Regions from separate parts of the Rattus norvegicus genome. Here region 2 is linked to region 1. Evidence: chromatin contacts called from public Hi-C data. All regions are on one chromosome and are shown on one strand. Each heading gives the region's core, a stretch centred on a gene start, on an enhancer-like site or on the middle of the called end of the contact. The rest is flanking DNA. Distances are from core to core; before and after follow the strand shown.

Region 1 (6,219 bases), core at 3,137-5,636:
CCCCAGCCTGCACTCTTGAAATTAGATCACCCCTGTATGGCCTGAATGTGTTCACTGCGCAAATCATTTTAAGGAAGCGATATATGACATTACAAGTGGCACTTCTGTATAAGGACAGAGCTGTTTCCGTCTACTATGAGGGGCTAGAAGTTGTTTCAAGTTCGTAGCAGGTGCACTGTAAGTTCTAAACGTAGGCTGCTAACTCGACACCCTCGGGTGGGGAAGAGGAGAGATTTATACATTGCTTCAATAGGAAAACTAGATAGCATGGTGGTTCAAGGCCCTAAGCAGGTGCTCAGCATGATGTTGGGGTGAAGGGGAGGAAAGAGACTGGGCCCAGGCTCCTACAGCAGATGACAACAGTGCTTGTTCTCTGGGCAGAAGGAGGCTAGAACCTACCTGCCATGCTAAACCAGAAAGGCTTCTCTAAAGCCGGCCTACAGCGTGCTTGCTTCAGATAAAACTCATTCTGAGAGGTTTTAAGTCTCCAAGGCCTTCCACTTAAGACTGCTTCATCTGCTCCACAGTTGTGAAGAAGCTAGAAGCCTTGAGCTCTGTTCAGAATGCAAACCAGTGCAGTTGCTGTGGAGGACAATACGGAAGCGCCTCAGAGATCGGAGAGGCAGCTATTATGTGACCCAGGGTTTCACGGGAAGTTAATACACCCTAAAGAGCTAAAACGGGCACTCAGGAAGATGCTTGTAAACCCACTCCTCACTCTTCCTAATGCTGTGACCCTTTAATACAGGTCCTCATGTTGTGGTGACCCCCCAGCCATAAAATTATTTTCACTGCTTCTTCGTAACTGCAATTTTGCAGCTGTTATGAATTTTAACATGAACAGCCATGTTTTCTGATGGTCTCAGGTGACCGATGTGAAACCTGAAAGGGGTCTCGACCATGGGTTGAGAACTGCTACCACAGAGGACTGTCCACAACTGCCAAGGGGGGTAACAACCAAAACTTCCGTTGATGTGGTGCTTAGATTTGATATGGAATCTGGTTTTAAAGGACGTGAAGCTTTGACCAGTACTAGAATATGGGTGAGATGGGAACATGCTAGGTTATAGAAACCAGTCACAAAAGGATATTCTCTACTTTCATTCGTACGAGGTGCCTTTCCATTGTCATCTGTGGTTACCAAGGGCAGGCATGGGCAGGACTTCTGTTTAAGGAACGCAGAGTTTCAATGTGGGATGAGGAGAGGCTCCTTGAGGTGGACAGTGGTGATGGCAACATAGCGTGGTATGATTATGTATTCTCACACAATTAAAGATGGCTGAAACCAGGAGAGGGTGCAGCTAATTGATGGAGTGTTGTCTCACATGCAGAAGCTCTGCATTAATCCTCAGTCCCACATTAGCTAGGCACGGTGACTCATACCCATGACCCCAACACCCTGGAGTTGGCAGCAGAAGGATCAGAAGTTCAAGGTCATCTTCAGCCATATATAGGGCATTTGAGGCCAGCCTGGGCTACTCAAGACCCTATGTCAACAAACAAACCAGAAACAAAAATAAACAAACAGCCTCTCTCAGAACCCAAATAACCAAAACACAAACAACCAAACAGGGCTAAATACGCCAGACCTGTCAGTCACCATATCCCCTGCCTCATTGCCACTAAGGAAAAAGAAAACACAATGAAAACTTCTTACCATGGCCCTAAGCTAACCTCCTGTACAAAGTAAATGTGTTGAGTAAGGAAGTCTCTTCATGCCTGAAGCTGGAAATCAGGGCCAATGCCCATGCTCAAGGCAGGTCCCTACTGTACTTCGGTTTGCCACACTTCAAGCACATCTCCCATGAAAAGAGACGCTGAGCTGAAAATGGAGACTTGGCTGGGACTCTCTAGCTTCACCCGGTGGCTTCAGAATCTCCCTCCTCCCTTCCCTTAATGAGGGTTTGCTTCAATCTTTCCATTAGCCCACAAACTACTATTAAAAAAGCCATTTATCAAATTAACACGGAGTGCTGCTAACGTCGTCTGCAGGCTCCGTGCACTTGGCCACGTAGGAGTTACCATGCCAACAGCTGCCGCACGTTCATTGTACAGACCTATCAATTTTAACAAAGTCCTGTTTCATAATTCTGACTGCCAATTCAGGCTTCTCGTCCCTTCCTGCTTCCCAATCACACATGTGTGGCCAGAAAGTCAGCGAAATCAGGTACTGACGTAACAAAGAAGAGAGCAATTTCAAAAGCCCCTTGCCGAAGTAGTATGTTTCGAATACTTTGAAAAGCGGATGAAGGTCATGAATTCCTCTCTTTAACTTTTAGTCCCATCATTCCTCGGGAATACAGCATCAAGGAATTTGATGTAATAACTCTGGCCAGTAAATCTAGACTAGGGAGTGCAGGCTGAATAAACTGAAGGAGAGACTGTAATTATGCAAATTATTCCAATAGATCGTTTGCAGGCAGCTATCAACAAAATAAGGTAAATCCTCGAAGCCTAGGGGTGCCAAGCCAAATCCTGTAGCAAGCTTTTGTTTTAAAAGATTCTTGAGCTTTAAAAATAAAGGTATTCAAGCTGAGAGGTATTCTCTTTAAGCCAGAGAGTTTAGGAAACAACTTTACTAAAAAGTAAATCTTACAAGGACTTCCCAATGGGGAGTATTAAGTTCAGTCTCAAACAGAAGCTTTGGGATAGAGAGATATCTGTGTTAGAGACCTAAGTGTATTATGTTAGACACTTATTTAACCAAGTTTCATTTGCGCGCGTGCGCGCACGGACACACACACACACACACACACACACACACACCCCAGGCAGAGGATGTTAGAGCAGTTTCCTAGCCTTCTGTGAGGCCCTGGGGTTAATGCAGTTTAAAGAAAAATCAAAGAAAGCAGGCAAAAGCTGTGGACACTCAGATCCAACACAAGAGCGCTCACTAGTGTGTCGTCTACTGCAGACTCAGCGCTCAGCCTGCAAACTCTCATGACCACCCTGTAAAAAGTGCGCTTTTCAGGGGTAAGTCAGAAACCCCGCATCTATAGCATGGTTTGGTTTTGTTTTCAATAATCAAATCGGAAGCGGGTCTGAACATCACTATGGATCTTTCCCGGTTCTCATGTCAGGCTAACGACACTGGACAAGGAATGAAAGGTCACTTCCTTAAAGATATGAACAGTGTTACACATTTTCAGGAGGGTGATAGACAAGTGAAATTTAAATGGAGCTTCTTTGAAATCCTGGGCACTGGGCACGGGAAGGCCACCAAAGTAAAACTTGTTCTACCAGCTGGTGGGCTCCTTGCTTAACAACGTGCACAGGGCCCTACTGAGAGATCCAGAGATCACTTTCAGTCCCCAAAGTGAGAGCGAGGCCTAGTCCTTAGAGCTGTCATCTAAGCAGCCTCCTCCTGTGTAATCATGTGAATTATTCTAAGTCCACAGAAAGGCTTACACAGGCACATAACCTTTTATTTTGCAGTTATTTCTGGGACTCCTGGGCACACTGGTCAGAACTTCAGGGGAAACATCGCTCTTCAGGATTGGAAATAATTGTTGGGCCGGTTACCACTTGCTTTTTGAGCCTGGACTGAAGTGAATGGGCATCTCATGAAGATGCCTCTCTAAGCAGAACTAATACTGCTAATATGGCCGACATCCCGTAGCCGTGGACCAGTATTTCTGGCATAGGGGAGGCCATACTCACTGTGCTAACGGAACTCATGTTTTTGGTTTTTTTGCTTTTGTTTTGTTTTTTACTTTTAGGCTTCCTCTACAGTGACTTATGGGAATAGTTCATATTTCTTATGATCAGAAGAAAGCAATTTAACTTCTTGAACAATTAATTTTCAGGAGAGATGATTCATGAATATAAAAAGACAGGAGGTTTGCTCGTGAGTAAGCGAGTGCCTACAGAGTCTGCAATGCTCCCTTCTTGCTAAAAGCTTCCATCAAACAGTTTTGAGGGGCTCTGCCACAGGAACCCGAGCAGATTAGATCCAAATATCACCCATCCTCTCTCCACATCCCAGCCTCCATCCAGCGGAGCCGGTGAGCTGCCCCCGCACTGGGGCCAGCCATTCAAGAGGCAAGGAAATATTATGCAAGAACACAGGAAGTCAGAGGAGACAGGATTCTGGGCAGGCCTGGCAAGGAGTCTGTGTGAACTCCAGCGAACAAGCGGACTTTGCTCAGCAGGGCTGAAGCCAGCAGAGAACCTTCCCAGGGCGGCAGAGCAGAGCCGTCCACATCATGTCTCTGGCCAGTGGGTGGCCATCCAGAACTTGATGTACCTGATAGAAGGCAGATAAACGAGTCCCAATATTTCTGCTTTTTTGGCCCAAGTTCAAGGTGACTCCCCAACACTCTTGCACTGTGACTCACCTCTGCCCTACAGCACGTCACACACACACCTCCCCCCTCCCCCGGTGCAGCATGACTTCATTCAACAATTTAAGGCCTTGTTGGCTTTCTAGCTGACTTCTCCCTTGATGCCTCAGGTTGAAGGACTGTATTTTCAGACTGCATGTGTCAATCAATTCATGCCTCGACCAGGTCTAAGCACGCCAGATATGTTTGTACACAGAAGCCACAGCAGCAATGTGCCCTTCCTTTGTGGCAGTGCAGGGCCTAGAACAGTCACCTCAGAGGCAGTGTCTGACCCCCCCATCCAGTGATGGTGTCAGAGCACCCTCTGACACCCCAGAAGCCTGCCTCATGGGAGATGGAGACATGGTCTCCTTTTGGGAACTTCTTACCACTCTACATACTGGACCTCGGCTGACTTTTGGGGCGGTTGTTAGCCCTGCTGTATTCACAGCAGTGGACTAAGCCAGGCCCAACAGCAACTCCTGATGGAGTGGAATATCTTTCAGGAGAGGAAGAGTTACAAAGAGTTGGAAAGACATCCTGCAGCCCCTGACAATAACCTCCAACTTCCCGCTGCCTTTTCCCAAGTCAGCATCTGCAAACAGGAGGCCAGACCACTGGAAATCCCCTGCAGAGGGGAGCTAGAACCCCGAGAGCTTTGAGGTTATCTGGTCTGGTTCCTTCCCACCAACTGGTTCACTTCGGAGGTGGTGAGGGCAGAGATAGTCATCTAGCCTGCTAATGCCTACCTCTTCTCAGAAAGTTTACTAAACACAGCACACCGCCCTGCAGAAGGTCCACACTCCAACGTGAGTGGGCGAGCCACAGTAAGACACGATCAGGGCGGTAGAGCTAGGACCCTCACCCCGACCCCGTGGAGACACAGAACCGGCAGAGAGAGGCAGCACCCGCCCTGCCGCTGCTCCCGGCCTGACAATTTCTAATTGTGGTAAGAACATCAGTGGCCATTCCCCTGGGACTTGGCTGTGCATTCCCAGACGATACCAGCACACAATGGCCCTTACTTCTCAGGCGTAAACATTGCCAAATATGACAAACAATAACATGGCCACAACAGAAAACTCGGGGGCCAAGGGAGGCAGCGTGGGTCTTTGCAAACAGTACGTGTTCAGGTAGGCACTGCCAATCCCTGCCACGGTCATTACCCTCCAGCGTCTCATCCATATGCCAAAAGGGACAATTCCTTGGTGTTTACATCAAGAGCTTTGGAAAGAACAACTATGACAGTGTTCATGTAATCCCAGGCCTCGGCGCGGGAAGCAGCACAGGCTACATACCTCGGAAAACAGAAACAAATCAGCTTAAGGAAAACATTAACACCGGACAATTATAAACCTCTGAATGGATGTAGAAGAAGCACCAATATCCCAGGCCCCATCCTAAAGGCTCGGTGGTAAACAAAGCACTCGTGGAGGCTGCACCTTCAGTTTGGTGCTGGCAGGAGAGGGCATGGCGGACATAAGTAAACATGTAAATTGCATGTGGGGAATGTTTAGAAGAGAAAGAGAACAGGGTTAGAGGTCAAGTGAAGGATGTCAAGAAAGGCTTCCCTGAGGAGGTGATATTTAGGCTGAGACTGAAGGCTGGAAGTCAGTTGGCCGGGTCTCCCGGGTGTGGCTGAGGGAAGTGCGAGCTCAGAGGTATGTGAGACATGTTATGGTTGACAATGGGTCCACGTATAGCACAGCCAGGCCTCTGCATTCCAGGAGACCAAGGTCTCTTTCAGGCGTCACCTATTTCTCGGCTGTCATTGACTCTCTTTGGCATAAAATAATGCAACAAGGTAGAGGCGAATGATTATGGCAGACGCAGCCCTGGTTCGGTGTGCTACATCAAAGGAGTCGTCATCCTCGACATGGACGCTGGCCTGTGCCCT
Region 2 (6,217 bases), core at 2,724-5,223, 270 kb after region 1:
CTGCCCCCTGCTGGCAGCCACACGCATCTCTGGTAAGTTTTATAATGGTTGGATTTCACTGTGGAATTCCAAGCATTTGTTTAAATTCAGCTTCTCCTATGACATCACGCGGCGTAGAAGGATTAAGGTAGCTTTGGCTTTTTTCTTTCTTTTTTTTTTTTTTTTGCTTTTGAGCTACAATCAGCTTAGACGAGGTCTGATTGTTGCTACACGGGAGCTGGAGCAGGGTCTACACCGGGTCTGTTGGTTTTTCCAATGAGTCAACACTGGGGTTAGCCATCTGGCTTTGTGTTGCTACAATCTGAAAGTGCACTATCGATCTTGCTTCCCTGCACAAGCGCCCACATGCAAAGTCCCATGACCCCGAAAGAAGACCGTGTTCAAATGAACGCCTATCTCTGCGAGGGTAAAAATCCACTCCGCCATACAAAGTTTGCAGAGAGGCACGCAGACGGTCAAAACGCCACAGTACTGCCCGGGATGGCGGCTGGCCAGCCCCTTTTTAAGCATTACTTACCTTGGTCTGGAAGCAGCAATAGAGTTGGGTTAGATAAGGGTGTTTCCGCGCCAGAGCCAAAATCCTCTTCTCTGTCATCGTGCAGTCCACGTCGTCATCCTGCAGGATGACGTCCTTCTTTAAGACCTTCACAGCATAGACTTCATCCTTACCCTTGAGCTCGGCCAGCATGACCTGCAACCAGTTTTAATCATCTGGTCAGTCTACGAATACACAGAGTCAAAGGATGTCAAACACCTTAATGCTAATTGCTTCTTCCCTTTAATTTCTAATGAAGATGTTTAGGAAGTTTACATTTTAAACATTTACCAACTACCTTTCTTTTTTTTAATCTTTGGCACAGTGCTCGGGAAAGAGAAGTTTACTGCACCGGGAATAAGTAATTATTCATCTACAGTGATTCCATAATTATCAAAGAATGAATGTAGCATGCTTTCTCTCTCTCTCCCTTTTATCCTCCTCACTTTCCCCTCGTTCTTCCTTCCTTTCACACTATGTAGCACAGGCTGGTCTTGAACTCTTGACACTTCGGCTTTACCCAAGTGCTGAGATATTAGGTGTGCCCTATCACGCCACACGTAAATACAGGGCTTTCAGAAGAAGCAATGTGTTGTATGTATTTTCCTACGAGGTCTCCATCTTTACATGCCTGCTGGCACTTGGTTCAAGGTAGATACGCTACAGTTAATTCTGCTGTCGCCTTCATATCAGAAACCTAAGTTATTCTCAAGTAAGTTCTGTATAAGTTGTGCTGAGTGCTTTTGGGCACAATTTAAAATTTGGCATTATATCCTTGAAATAGAAAATTTCAGAACTAAAAGTTTAAGCATTTTACACATTTCCTGATTTTTAATAAATATTTGTTTGTTTGTTTGTTTGTTTACTTATTTACTTTATATGAGTACACTGTTGCTTTCCTCAGACACACCAGAAGAGGGCATCAGATCTCATTACAGATGGTTGTGAACCACCATGTGGTTGCTGGAAATTGAACTCAGGACCTCTGGAAGAGCAGTCAGTGCTCTTAACTGCTGAGCCATCTCTCCAGCCCGAATTTCCTGATTTTTAAGAGGGCTATAATCATTCGCACAGCGTGCCACTTTAGGGAATAGCATCTATGAGCATGGGGCCACTTTCACCTACCCCTGCTGCTGGTCTGCTTCCTCTTCCTTAACAAGTGGGAGAGATTACCTTGATTCCGTTTTCACCTTGCAGCCTACCTCCCTGGGGTACTTATTTTCTAATCGAGTCTCTTTGCCAGAGCTACTTTTCTCCTCTGTCTAGTTATTTGTGGGGTTATGTTATTTCTCCTAAGTCTCCTGCCTTCTGCGCTGGCCCTCCCTTGCCTGCCTCGTGACAGTCTGCTATCTTGTCTTACTGAACACGACTCGTTATGTACTTAATGCCACCCTGTGTTTGCCATTACAGTTCTAACCACAGTGCTGCAGGCAGAGACACAAGTCCTTCCCTGGATGGCCTGATGGCTTATGGGTAGTCTATTTTCTTGGCGTTTGCCTATCAGTTGGTGTTTTCATTGATCTCCAAATAGTTACAGGCCATTCTCCTTCCCACGGACTTTGAAGGATGCTATTCCAATGTTGTTGTCAACGTCATAGAACATAATCCAAGGAACATGAGAGGTTGAAGATTCTGTCACCTACAGAATACAGCCTATAAAACTGGCCCAAACCGTCTTGTGATGGCGGTGATTTTGCCTAAGAAACTAGCTAAGCCCTCGGAGTCATCAGAACTCCTATCCCGTCTACTTTATGTGCAAGCCTGGAAGCTCTGAGCGTGCTCTTTTTCCTATAATGTTGCTCACATTCAGACCTAGCCCTGCTCATGGCCTACGCCAGAGTCACACTTAAACCACAGGCCCGGGGTCTGTTTCCTATTGAGCTGGTTTTTAAAGAATGTGATTGCTTCAGCAGTTGCCACCTGAGGAAACTCCAGTATCCTCCCTGCCAGGAGATCTCAGGACAGATAGGGCGGAGCAGGCCCTGTGCCTGGGGGCTTCGCAGAGCCTTCCCCAAGAAGGGCCCTAGAATGTCGATTAGGTCTTCAGCTCCTGGCTGCTTCCCAGAGCCCAGGAGAGATGAGAGCACCCGACATTTGGAGCTGTCTGATTACCCACCAGGCACAGCATCAGGGCAGACAAGGAGATAGGCAGTTGTCTGAAATGCCCTCTTGGTTTCCTAGGCTTTTTGTCTTCCTAAAAATGAAATCTTTGCATTTTGTCAGGCCCATCCCTGAAGGGCACAGCCCCAGGAGGCATATGATGCAGCAGAGAGCAGGGGAAGTGTCCTCAAGGACAGAGGCCCCAATCCACTACACGGTTATGCAGTTCTCTCACACGGAGAGGAAGAATGTTTAGTAGGAGCTGGGAGAGTCAGTTACAGGAATTTCAGCTCCCAAAGTCCTACACAGAAAGGTTTGCCCTGAACCCAGAGTCTACCAAGGGCAGGGGCTTACAGTTTGTGCTTAAAGTCTTCCTACTGAGAAAGCGGGATTTCAGATGGCTCTCTGCACAACGGAAGAAAGATGCACACGGGTCAACTGTGGAAACCAGGGAGCACATGCTAAACACATGAAACCTCTCTGTGTGCTCCTCCCTCCCTCCCTCCCTCCCTCCCTCCCTCCCTCCCTCCCTCCCTCCCTCCCTTCCTCCCTCCTTCCCCTCCTCTGCCCATTTGATTAATGAGAACAACCCAGTCCTACAGAGAAATGCCCACAGACCTTGCCAAAGCTGCCTTTGCCTAACACCTTGATGAAGTTGAACTCATCCAGGCCCAAGCGCTTGGCCTGGCCTTGCCGGACTTCACCGTTCTCGCCAGGGCTTGCCAGCTGGCCATCAGTAGACGACGAGGCTCGGTGCTCCTCTCCTCGGTTGTCAAATGACAAGGCCTTCCGGATGTTGTTTTCAAGTTCTTTTAGTTCTAGGGCCAAAGGTAAAGAGGAACTTGATTAGAACATACTTCACTAGCTGTTTACATTAGCCCTCAGCATTCAGAACCCATCCTTCCGTTCCCCCTGGCGGCAGATCCAGGGGTGTCGTCTAACACATGTCTTTGGGTACCTAACGAACAATAAGGCACCAGTCTGCAAAGAGGAGGACATAGTTCCTGATCTGTCAGGATTCACTGCCAATAAAGGCCTCTGAAGGCCTCCTCACAACCTTGTCGATCATTCAGGTGTGGTGAGGATGCATATCTTCCCTGGATCTCTGCGGACTTGGGGGTAACAGGTACCCTTCCCTTCAACTTTCCTTTGAAGATGAGAGCACTCCAAAGCCACCCTCACAGGCATTACTGGTGAGAAAGTCGCTCACTCGCTCACTCGCTCACAGGGACTGTGAACTAGAACTAAAAGAACTTGGAAACGTCATCTAGGAAGCCTTTATTTTTCTCGCCTTGATGTTGGCTTTACTCTGAGTACTTGTCCCACACAAAGCTACCTAGTAGAATGAGCCACAGGCTTATCATTAACAAAAGACTAGCTTCCCACAATGGCATGTCACAATCTCGTCTCTGCTGCGTCAGGAATTCTGAAGTCCAATTTCACAATGACGAGACGGTCTTGTGGCCTTCCGGAGTATGTGACCCAAATTACCTGGACCATACTGCTGGGCGTCCCTTTGACCTTTTCTATTTGAAGAAGGTCTATTATGGTTAGACATTCACTCACCAACGTGAGCACTCGTCTGTATGGTATGGATCTCCTGACGTGATCCTACTCTAAAGGACTCTCATGACTAACAGGGGTTACACACGGGGACAGAGTGTTTATACCTTGGAATGAGGACAGACCAGTGAGCAACGCCTCTGGAGAGGAAGATCTCTGCCTCTTTTTCAGAAGGACTTTAGTCATGAGGGCCCATGCAGGGGATCTGGAGTGAACTCATCTTGGGTGGAAGGACAACAGCCAAGCCTGCGGACAGCCTTGTGACAACAGACTCAGACTTCCATGGCTCACTCACTCCAAAGTATGAGTTTTGTCCCCCTGGGAAGGACTCAGTTGTTAAGAGCGTCTTGGAAGGTAGAACCCAGATGTCTGAAGACCCCAAAGCTCGAAGAAAATGGCTCTCTGGATTCTTACAACAGAGGGAGACAGCGTCTTGCCCATCTGCCTTGTGATAGTTACCAAGACCGTTTCATATCCTTTAGTTCTCATGTCAGGCTCTGCAAGCATGGGACCTGCCTGGCTGGATCATCTGTCTGAATAAAGCCCCAAGGGGCACAGCAGACAGCACACCAGGCAAGAGCCAGGCCTGGAAACCAGGGGTACGTCACCCTCCCCGGGTCTGTTATCCATGGACCCCATCTCTTTGAAGTTCCAGGACATTCCGTATTTAAAGGAGAAAGCTGAAAATCTCTGACTGGCCCAGGATAGGGTCTGTAAGCTGATTACTTAGGGAGGGATGGAGTCTCTTTTGGGATGAGGCAAAGACGCAGAAAAAGAGACCGGAAGAGGGTCTGAGATCAGCTACTCTATAGTCTCAAGACTGGTGAACGGCCACTGAGACGGTCCTGCTTACTCCTGAGTAAGAAGTGCTGCGTCACAGTGACGGCCTCCAGTGAGGAGTTCATAGTTCAGGAGAGGCACACGCCCGTCCTGGACACCAAATTAGTTCTTGGCCTCAGGACAAGCATTTTCAACTCTGACCTCCCATCTTTCAGCCTGTTACCTGATATGGAGCTGGTGTGAGTAAAACATTAGCGACAACACCACAGGAAGGGCCATAGAGAAGGGCACCACCATGCTGTGAGGCCGTTCCACCTTGTCCCTGCATGCAGCTCTTTCCAGGTTGTTTGGGACCCGTTAGTCACCAGAAGGGAGGCTTCAGACAGAAGTGCTTGTTTAGCCCTAGATCTCAGAGTCCATAAACCTGTTTTTATGCCCCTGAACTCACCATCTTAAGCGTATTTAGTCAGAAGGAAAGAGACATCCGGAGCGTAGGCAGAGGAAAGTCAGGCCTAGGGCTGACTCCCTTTGCTTCTCAGATTTCACCTTTCTATTCCCATCTGTTCGTTCAAAGAACGGGAGAGGAGACATCTTCCCTAAATCAGCCTGATCTCAAATCTTGGGATGCCATGATTAAAGGGGAGGACACAAGTGTATGGATATGTCTAGGTTCAGACAGAAGGATGGCTTGATGCGCAAAGGACTGGGACCTCTCTTCCTCTCTACACTTGAAGCCCTAGGCTGGTGGGAACTGAGGTTAGCACTCCCGCCTAGTGCCCTCAAGAAAGCCATGTAGCATTCGAGAACAGCCACCATATCGACAAGGAAGCAGTGTGTGGGGACCTGCTGGTGGGCTGCTGGCCGTACTGAATAACAAGTGAGAGGTCAGAGGTAAGAGGCAAGTCTCAGAGTCTCACCCTGGTCACAAGGGGAGGTGGGCGCTGACTTGGATCGGTCGTCTTCTGATGGGGAGTTTCCAGAAGCCGGCTGTGGGGACTCAGCACCAGCAGCGAGCTAAAGAGGACAGAGGACAGGAGAGTTGTCAGAAAGGAGGCTTGTGCCGCCAAAGGCCTCAAGACACCGTACGGAATCTCAGAAGCACAGCAATGCCCAGCAGACGAGAGCAGGCGCTTAAGGATTCATGTGCCAACTTAATGGAAAACCAAACCAAAACATGAACGATCTCCACTCCTCAACATTTAACCTCTCCAAAGACAGATGACCTCTAAAGCTCTGCTC

Evidence for each region. Hi-C and Micro-C count contacts between places; a contact is called where the count stands out from the background.
Region 2: a contact with region 1 is called in a Hi-C map of liver, with 4 times the contacts expected there. The contact joins two enhancer-like sites. A contact is called at or near these places in 5 of 12 Hi-C or Micro-C datasets (the A7r5 cell line, kidney, liver and 1 more) and 1 of 1 datasets of contacts at active chromatin or transcription factors (oligodendrocytes).

Annotation. Positions count from the first base shown.
Region 1 is chr6:13,604,900-13,611,118 of GRCr8, forward strand. All of the region lies in intron 1 of Epas1 (endothelial PAS domain protein 1), which reads right to left. Among named protein-coding and RNA genes, the nearest start is that of Epas1, 17 kb to the right of the region's middle. Within about 2 kb of position 4,387, at least 49 of the 93 cell types and tissues checked have an H3K27ac peak or open chromatin away from gene starts, as enhancers often do. A contact at or near this core is called in kidney and liver, where this site is marked.
Region 2 is chr6:13,873,053-13,879,269 of GRCr8, forward strand. Prkce (protein kinase C, epsilon) reads right to left here. Exons shown (of 15, transcript NM_017171.2): 8 at 5,896-5,992; 9 at 3,254-3,453; 10 at 518-691. Among named protein-coding and RNA genes, the nearest start is that of Prkcel1, 54 kb to the right of the region's middle. Within about 2 kb of position 3,974, at least 4 of the 93 cell types and tissues checked have an H3K27ac peak or open chromatin away from gene starts, as enhancers often do. A contact at or near this core is called in kidney and liver, where this site is marked.